2 separate regions of the Mus musculus genome follow, and region 1 is linked to region 2. Evidence: chromatin contacts called from public HiChIP or PLAC-seq data. All regions are on one chromosome and are shown on one strand. The core of a region is the stretch at or near the end of the contact, and the rest is flanking DNA. Distances in the headings are between cores, read along the strand shown. Region 1 overlaps Cntn4 (contactin 4). Region 2 holds the start of Cntn4 (contactin 4).

What was found. HiChIP or PLAC-seq counts read pairs in DNA pulled down with a chosen protein or histone mark.
Region 1: an H3K27ac HiChIP or PLAC-seq map of SST interneurons shows a contact between it and region 2, with 10 times the contacts expected there. The contact joins the enhancer-like site here to the promoter of Cntn4 in region 2. A contact is called at or near these places in 5 of 39 promoter capture datasets (the C10 cell line, cranial neural crest, embryonic stem cells and 2 more), 3 of 115 datasets of contacts at active chromatin or transcription factors (SST interneurons, embryonic stem cells and forebrain) and 1 of 9 other capture datasets (embryonic stem cells).

The regions. Positions count from the first base shown.
Region 1 is chr6:106,619,592-106,624,407 of GRCm38.p6, forward strand. The region is part of intron 15 of Cntn4 (contactin 4); the gene reads left to right. Among named protein-coding and RNA genes, the nearest start is that of Il5ra, 130 kb to the right of the region's middle. Within about 2 kb of position 2,385, at least 4 of the 459 cell types and tissues checked have an H3K27ac peak or open chromatin away from gene starts, as enhancers often do. A contact at or near this core is called in SST interneurons, where this site is marked.
Region 2 is chr6:105,675,322-105,680,166 of GRCm38.p6, forward strand. Cntn4 (contactin 4) reads left to right here and starts at 2,424. Exons shown (of 26, transcript NM_001109749.1): 1 at 2,424-2,569. It overlaps Gm15631 (predicted gene 15631), which reads right to left and starts at 2,260. Exons shown (of 3, transcript NR_132434.1): 1 at 2,181-2,260; 2 at 1,743-1,876.

The DNA.
Region 1 (4,816 bases), core at 1,135-3,634, 940 kb after region 2:
ATCTGGACTTCAACTACTTTGGTTTATTAATTCTCTGAGCCAGTAGCATAGGCATCTGCCTGCAGGTTTACTCTGTTTCACGGGGCAAAGGAAAAAGGCACTAGCTAATATTTATAGCATAGAATTCCATCTAGAGACCTTTGGTAATATATGGATATGTCAGCTACCAGAGGAGATTTAGTGATTGACTAGGACCAAGATAGGGAGCCCAAGCTTTCCAAGATGGGCACTAGTCAAGTCCATCCCTGTTAGAGTGATGGTCCTCTTATGCAGATATAAGAGAATACTAGCATGCCATGTTAAGTTATGATTAAAGACCAGGATTAAAGTTGAAAAGATCTGGCTTAAATCTCATTTCTTTGACTTATTATCTCTATGACCTTGAATGTGATTAGTAGCCTATATGGAGATAATAGCCATGCTGGCTTCTGTACATGGTTTCTGCATTTGTGATGATCCACATTAAGTGGCAAGCATGGGTGCCTGAGAATAGTGATGGTTGTTATTGTTCCTGATGTAGTTGTTATTTATATTATAATAAAATGACATTCTATATCACACATTCTATATCATTGAACACTTAATGAAGTTTCTAACCCAGTAGAGTAATTTTAAAAGGCAAGTAGGGAAGAGGTTATAGACATACAACCATAGACATCATATTTCCATGCTGCACTGTGGAGAGTGGGGTATCTTCTCATCAGAGTGCATACTCTGGAGATACTACCAGAAAGATGAAGAAATTATTCTCAACCGACCATTTAATTCTCTGCTGCCTTATTGTTTAGTATCACAGAGTAAAGCTTCCAAATATACCAGAATGAAGTATATCATGGCCACCTCATATTACATATAGATATAAATATTGCTGAGATAATAACTTTTACTTATCTTCATAAACTAATTTATTTGTTGCTATCTAATAAGGCATGGCCAATAATTCCTTAAGTATAATACAAGAGATATAATAAATACAGTTAAGTGTTTCTAACTTTAGTAATCATTTATGTGTTTTGATATGTATTGGGAAAACAATAGTTTACCTGGTGACATATACATGTAGTTCCTAGACAGGGAAGATCTCTGCGGCTCCCTAGCCAGCTCATTCAGCCTACATTGTCCAAGAAAATAAAGTGGGCAGCTCCCAGAGAACAGCATCTGGTTTGCCTACAAAATTCACATACATGTGTACAACATTCATGCCCACCTGGACATATAAATATGTATACCACACACACACATATATATATTTGTACATACAAAAATACCCACAAAGTCCTCCAGATTTTCTGCATGCTTATAATACCAGCACTTGGAATGCTAAGGCAAGAGGGTCAGTGTTGCCAGGTCAGTCTTGGCTCTAGAGAGAATTTGAGGCTAGCCTGAACTACATGAGACACTGTCTCAGGAAACACACACACACACACACACACACACACACACACAACACACACACACTAAAATTTTAAGAACAATATGAGTAAGAGGAAGGCCTGACAGAGGAGGAACGTGGGTAATTTGAAGAGAGAAAGGCAGACATGCTCATGTATAAACAGTTAAATTCAGGTTGTCCCAGCATAGAAACCCACCGTCCACTGGATGTTCATGTGCTTCAATGGTCTCTCTGGACTTGGTCACTGGCACTCAGATAGATCAGCTTCCTTACCCAGGTCTCTGATTCCTGTGCTGTTATGATATGGAGGTGAGGCTATGAACTTCATTTGGTCAGGAGGGTCACAAAAGATAAGAATCCTGTTACCTTAAGTACAGTCCAAAGTGGTTAGGAAGCCCTCATGTGGTATTATGGAGTAGTGCCCATGTGTAGTGAAGACTGTCTATTCTGCCAGTTTCTACCAAGGACATTAAAATAAGCTGAGAAATACAGTCGAGAAATCTGCTCCATAAAGCACAATAAAGGCAGAGGAAAACCGTTCTGAACTCAGCATGAACTGTGCCATGTGCTCGTCCCCCAGCAAATGCTCCAAGCCCACACCTTTAGTGCAACCGTAGCCATTTAGCCTGGAATATGGCACACTGCCATATTTTAATTCACTTTCCAGATCTACAAAGAGACTGATTTATCAGAGAAGATGCTCTCTAACCTTAAAATGTGCTTATGTTCGTTTTGATCTCTTCATATGTCTGGGATTAGAACTCTGGGAAGGTCAGACATCAGAACACATTTTCCTCCTAACCTTTTTACAATAATTGTGTCATTAACCACTCGTTTAAAATTCAATTCTCTTACTCACTACCTCTGGCCCAGTTATTTGGAGAGAGGCTGAAGGTAGATATTTTCAGACACGAGATCAGTGAGTAGAGGAGACGAGGACACATTCTCTACATGAGACAGGAGGTTTGAAATAAACCCCTGGCAAGTATCCATCTAGGGGATAAATATTCAAATTATGCATGAGCAGGCTTCCAGGCTGCAGGATTCTGACAGGTGCCCATGAGACTCTTGATTATCCTCCTACCGTCTGAATTTCTAAGTTTTGCTGATTTTATTTTTTATGCTAGTTGTAGTACACTTGGAATTTGGTTCGCTGTTTGACTCTAAGCAAGAACACTTCTCAAGTCAGACTCCCCAATCCTAGCAGAAAGCACCCTTTAAATGGAGGTATATGTTTATTATTATCAATGTTATTAAGAACTATGAGGATGGCAGCTACCTATACATGCAGTATTGGACTCACTGACATTTTATCTTTGTACCAGAGGTAGCAAGCACTGTGCTCTTTTCCATGGTGGGTGCCTTAGCTACACAGGTTTTATATGACAAATCTTTTTAATTCTCAAGCCTAAGGCAGAGTACCTGAGGTTGTTTGTCTGGGTGTGGACGGACAAGATAACCATGGTAATAACAACCCTATCTTCTATTGATCACCTCCAGGGATCAACATAAAATGCAGGCTTTTAGGCTATGGGTATGATTACCACAGTCATCTTGTCTCACTACCTCCAAAGGGAACTTGTGTAACTGTGGGTAGTGGTTTCAGTCTATGCTTTGACAGGCATCCTCCTACAAATGAAAGACTTTGCCTATGTCCCCTAGCAAGTGAAAATTGGTTAGAGGACTTCACGGGAATGCAGGTCTTCTAGGCCTTGCCCCCAACCTTCTGCATCATCTCACTGAAGGATAAGACCTGAAAAACACTGCATGTCAAATGAGAATTGCAACTGATCTTTGTCCTTACCTGAGCTAGAGAATGTCTGAGTCTGCACACCACGACCAGTGGGTTGTATCCAGCCATCTGCCTGCTTTGACGTCTACCCCAAAGCTAAGAATAGCGGTCACATGTTCAACTGGTTAGGGGAGAGAAACATGATATCTTTAAATGTAGAAATTTTATGAAATTAATATTTCAATATTTATAAATAAAGTATATTTAGAAGTCAGGCAGACATTTTGTTTATATGACTGTGCTTTAAAACTGTAGCAAGATTGTAGAGTTAAAAAGTTGGGTTAAAACATTAACTTTGCCTTTTAGCCTCCATGGCCTTAAATATTTACTGTTCAATCCTTTGTATATAGGCGGATCCTTTCTTTTGATAACTTTTCCTTAAATAATCCTTTAAAGATTGGTGTGAGACATATATATGTGTGTGTGTGTATATATGTATATGTATATATATATATGTGTGTGTGTGTATATATATATGTATATGTATGTATATATATATATGTATATATATATATTCTACCCTGACCATACACAGTTCTGCTTGCACCTTATGGTAATCTTGTGTACTGGAAATTCCTATCTGATGACTAGCTACAATTGGTAGAGAGATTTCTTTCCCAAGACATTCATTAGTCTCACCCCAGAGTCATCAGAGTGAATCATAATTTGGACATACAGTGAAAATACAGAGAGGCAATAGATTATCACCTGTCACAGAACAATAACTTTGGCCAGTCAGTAAACAATGCATTTAGCTTAATTCTACAGGATTTGTGGAGCTTCATATAATTAAAACAAAAAATAGTAGGCTAGGAAGATCCTACAACGTGAAGGACAGTCACTGGGGTTCCTTAACACACAAACCTCTCACTGTGAGCAGCCTAGTCTAGCTGGACTTCTGCCTTACACTTTTCCTAGGCTGCTCCTTTACTGATACAGTGATGTTTCTTTTGAGATAGGCCAACATAACAGTTTAACATCATTTCACCTGAATTTTAAGAGTTCTTTTCATCCATTTATTTTAAGTCATTACAAGTCATTACATAGAATCACAATCATAATAAAACCACAAAAAAAAATTACTTCAAGGGCCTATGAAGGAAGTGATTTTTTTTGTAGGCCTTAATTCAGACTTTATATACTCCCATAAAAAGTTAACTTTGCATTCCTTTGCAACCCTGCACACTGAAGGCACTCTGGGGATTGAGTGAACATTCGATTGATTACTTCCTTGCCAGACACAGTGATCATTGTTCATCTCATCAAAAGTTCATTCATGTCATTTATGTTCAGAAACAACAGCTTCTTCAAGTACCTTCACCCATATGTGTGTGTGTAGTAGTAGTAGTAGTAGTAGTAGTAGCTCAATCACATATATACATGTATAAGAGGTATATGTTTATGTATGATCATATAAATATATACATGTGGTGGTTTGAATAGGAATAAATCACAAAGACTCGTGTGTGTGAGTACTTGACCATAGGGAGTAACAGTGAGGTGGCATGACCTTATTGGAAGAAGTGTGTCACTATGAAGGTAGGCTGAGAGGTCTCCTATGCTCAAGCTATGTCCAATGTCACAGTCTATCCTTACTACCCGTGAGTCAATATCTACCACTCTCGGCTCCT
Region 2 (4,845 bases), core at 1,174-3,673:
TATTTTAAACTAGATGCAGGCCACTGGAAAGAAAGATCCCCAGCCCCCAGCTTATCAGTTAGCTGACATCCCAGCAGCCCGACCCAGATCTGTCTCTCTAGATACACACTGGTTTCCTTACTAGATGGTCATCTCTTGAGCAGATACTAAGTCATGGTCATATTTGAGCTTCCTTTCATTTGCTAGAGTACAAAGCCTCCCACACAGTCACAGTCATGAGAAAGAATTAAAGGTAAGAGAACGAACGAATGAAACATTTAGAGCTGAAATTCAGGGACACAGTCACGGGAGTTTTCTCATACTGGTCACAACACTTAGAAAATTATTTCAATTTTACTCCTGCTGAAGGAGCAGCTTGGCAGTCTTTCTCCTCTCCTTTTTGTACTGGCCTTAATTATATATTGAGCTTAAAATGTCATGATACCATGTTTTCTCAGCATATGCTGAGTGTATGAGTACACAAAAGAAGGTTTTTCTCCTAAGCTAGGCAGTTTTTGTTATCAGCGTTTGCTGACTATCCTATATAAAAGTTATATCTATCTCTCTATCTATCTATCTATCTATCTATCTATGAATCTGTGTGTGTGTGTGCGCGCGTGCGTGCGTGCACGCACATGCACTTGTGTGTACCTGTGACTTAGTTAAAAATAGAATATAGACTATGGATGTTTGGGTGTAAGAAGGAAACAGAGGGATTCTGGAATGTAGTGAGAGGACATATACAGGACAAAATACTCAATACATATATGTAAAAGCAATAATTAATCCACTTGTTTTGTATGCTAGTTATAAAAGTTAATCTAAAAATTACAAAAAGAGAAATATGTATGTATATATAATATACTTTATTAATATATACATATATATAGTATAAAGTAAAGCAATGCAGTAAAAGTTATCAGAATCATGGATCAGGCAGGTGCATCAAACTTACTAGAAACCATTCATTTTTAATAATTCACCAGGGAAAATACACTACCAAGTTTTCTTTTCTGTGAAATTTCCTTCCCATGAGAGAAGGGGAGGGGCTTAAGTCTGTCTCTAGATTTAAGTACTTTGAAAATGAGGTCAGGGGCTCTTTCTTCCAGCATTAACTTCAGAAACCGTGAAACACCTGTAATAGCTATTCCCTCATTAACATTTGCTCATTTTTCAAGAATGAATTATGTTAAAAATCAAAACCAATAATAACCCAAAAGTGAGACTAAAGATACAACAAAATCACTTATATCAATTAAGGAGGTTGCCGCATGTGTTTAGAGGAGTGGAGTGTTTGCTTACTACAGTAGTTTAAAAATAGTTTTCCAGTTAACATCTTTCCCACATAATGGAGATGTCAGGGTAGGTTTGTATGATTGTGTAAATGGTCAGAAGTTGTTTATGTAGCTCTGATCTGCTGAGACATGCACTGGAAGGCTGGGGTTTTGTAAAATTCCCGGGGGGCTTTGTTTCCACCCAGGGAGAGAAAACTCAGTCTCTCTTGGGATTACTGTAAATGGTTTCCAGATGTGCTCCACTGAGTTGCCTCCCCTCTGCCTTTGCACAGGGATCAAGGGGGCTCAGACTTCCTTCCCAGTCTCGATGTCTACTTCAAAATTTAGAGTTGGGATGAAGGGAGCCATTTCTGCAAGGAAACGTAGAGCCCTGTGTAATGACCACAGGACTGTCATTAACTGCTACACCTGCTTTTGAATAACGACGCTTTTAGTATGCCCCCATACACCACATATTGATCCTTGTACCTATTTTATCGCAAGTGTTTCCTCTTCCCCCTTCCCCCTTCTGTGCTCATTCAGCCTCATTCAGCTTGAATGTCTGTTGCTCCGGTTAAGACACCAGCTCCTGTCCTTATCACTGTCTGGCCGATGTCCTTGACCTAAGAATAAGCAAATAAAACCGACCCTAAAGCCATCTCTGTCTAGTCCACTACTACCGCTCATCCCAAACCCATGCGAAGCGATTCTCAGCCCAGAGGTGGTATTCCCGGCCACACCACCTTAAAGATCCTCCGGATTCCGACTGTGCAGGAAGCCAAAGGCCGGTCGCACCTCCTAGTTCCCCAATACTCCGGTGGCAAAGGAAGATGCCATCCTCTCTTTGTACCCTAGCACAAACACACCCTTTATGTCCCTCTCCAGGAACCAGACAGAGCTAGTCATGTCCAACAATGCCCCCTTTACCAGTGTCCCGCGTGGGTACTCGGGGTCGCCTCCCCAGGGCAGGGCGGTGCAGGTGCTACGCCTAAGGGTCCACTGCCTCTGGTGGCTCACTGAGCATGCCCAGCTCCACTGAGCGCTCCCCCCCGCCCCCGCCCCCGCCCTCCCCTTGTCTCGCCCCCTCCCTATGAGTCTTCCGCTAGTGGCTGCAAAGGAACCGCTGCAGCCTGAACTCAGGTGCGCCGGGTTTTGAGAGCTGCCACCAGCACAGGGAGGGAGAGGAACGCGCGGCAGCCACAGAGCACAAGGTTCATAACCAGGATTGGTCGCAAGTAGGGAGCTTTTGCCACTCCGCCGGGACCTTCGGACGTTGGCGGTGGAGCAAGCCCAGTTCTCCTAGGCGCTGTGCTTGGGTAAGTCCAGCCCGACTCTGGAGCGCACTGTCCCAGGCACCCTGGTCTGTGGCTTGGGATATAAGAGCATGGTCCTTAAGGGCTAGGGATGGACAGATTAGTACCCAGGGTTGTCGCTCCTGCAGGGCTGTCCGGGAGGCTGCGAGGAGGTGAGAAAACTCTACCTGGCATGTAGCAGTCCCCCATCCCCTGGATGACACTGTTACCTCACGGCGACCAGTTTTCTCCTTTATTACTGCGAAAAGAAGTTTGTTGCGTTGCCTTACGACCGCCAACCGAAGAGCCTATAGCAGAACATGCATCCAGAACCTTTAAAATCAGCGTCTTCAGCTGGGTCACGCGATTGCCCTCTCTGTGCGCCTTTGCTCCGTGGGCGCCTTCTTGCCTTTTCTTTTTCTTTTCTTTTCTTTCTTTCTTCTTCTTTTTTTTTCTTTTTTTTTCTTTCTTTTTTTTTTTTAATGCTGTGGGTACCTGGGTATCCATACCCTTTGGGTGCAACCCTTAGTATGAGCAGATGAAGTTGGGCTGAAATTTGAAGGGACTTGGACATCAGGGCTCCGGAGACTGGGACTCATGATAGAGTGATCCCTTTTGAAACGCTCCTTTTTGGAGTGCCCACACAGTGCATGGTTCTTTGCAAAGCACAGTGATTGTTTCGCACTGAACAACACTGACCAGGTCTCTTGTGTTGTGGAGGGCACTTGACAGCTTGTAGGTGCAGCATGTATTTCCAATAGCTTATGGGGAGGGGAGGGTGTTCAGTTTCTTTGGGGAAGGCAAAGGTAACTAACTGCATCTTAGCCGCTGCTGTACAAGCAGCAAGAGAGATGGGCTTCAGGCATCCCTTAAATGCCAACCCTTAACCCTTTTGCTCTCAAAATTCTTCCTTCATTTCTGCTCTTTACCTTTCTCTAGTGTCTATATATTTACTAAAACTGAAAGGCGTGGGCTAGGTGGACACAGGTAGGCTCCTCAGTCTCCTTAACCAAGCAGAACCTGATGCATGAACACATTCTGTAGCACAGTGCTCCTGCTGTTGCAAGGATGCTGCGGAGAGCATTGGGAAGATAAGGTGGCTGGTTTGTGAGCCTCAGGCACTAAGTTCCCTTGGCAAAGGTTTGCGGAGGTTGTGACCTGGTTAATCAGTGTAACTGATAATCCTGGCAGTGTGGAGTGCCTGGAGGATGGCAGGCCAGATCTTGGTGGCACCTTACAGGATTGTTTGTAAGGCAGGTCCTGTGAGTCCCCTCGCTGAACTTTTTCTAGTTTCCTACAGGAACCAATACGGGGGCGGGACTTGTTTTTCAGAATACAGGTACTTTTTAATTGCGTGGGCATTTCCAGTAATTTACGGTGACGGGCGCTGGATGTTTCAAGGAACAAACACAACAGGACTGATTCGTTTGGACACCTACATAGAATAATTTGAAACGCGCTTTGAGCGCTTAGATGCTTTGGCATACGGAGCTCTTTGGTTCTTGCTCCTTAGCACAGTAGGAGCACAAGCAGCTGTAAATGGGGGTGGGGGTGGGGTCGGGGGATTCCTAAGCAATGTTTCAAGCTTTCCTGGGGAGCAGGCTTTATCTGTCTCTGTTCAGGGGTTTGAAAAAGAGCATCACATCAGACTACAGACATGCCTTGGGTGATCAAGAGCCAACTCAGATTTCTCTCTATATCTGCTCCTGGCGCCTTCATCTAGAGTTCATTCAGAGCTGGTTGGGAATTTCCACTAGTTTGTAGGCAGTAGGAAACATAGCTGAGTTTCAAAAACCTAGTTCACTAAGATCATGAGTATTGCTGCTTTATTAAACTCTACTCACCCCCTCCTGTCACTTAAAATAAAAACAAAAACAGTGGTTTTCCCCGACTTTAACTGCCTGTCTTGGTATAAGAGATCATGATAAGCCTCCTTACTGTTCAGCGTGGAACACTCTGGTTGCTTGCAAGCTGGGAGAGCTCTTTTGAAATAGAGGTTACAACTCAGAGAAGTCACCTGTTGTTAAAGTTGCCTCTGGAAATTGAAACAAAGGCAGATCTCTCATTTGTTGCCTGTCAACTCACTTGTAATTTCTCAGGTTTGAGGACTTTCAAGTCAGTTAGGGAGTAGTTAAGAACCTCCTTCTGTAGTCATTCCATAAGTACCTGATTAAGGGTGATTAAAGAATAAATCTGTCAAATGAGGTTGCATCCTTTTAACCATCTATTTTATCTGTGTCTCCTTGTTCAGAAGCATGTCTTGCTCTTTTCTCCTTTAAGCCCTGAGTCTTTTGGCTGCA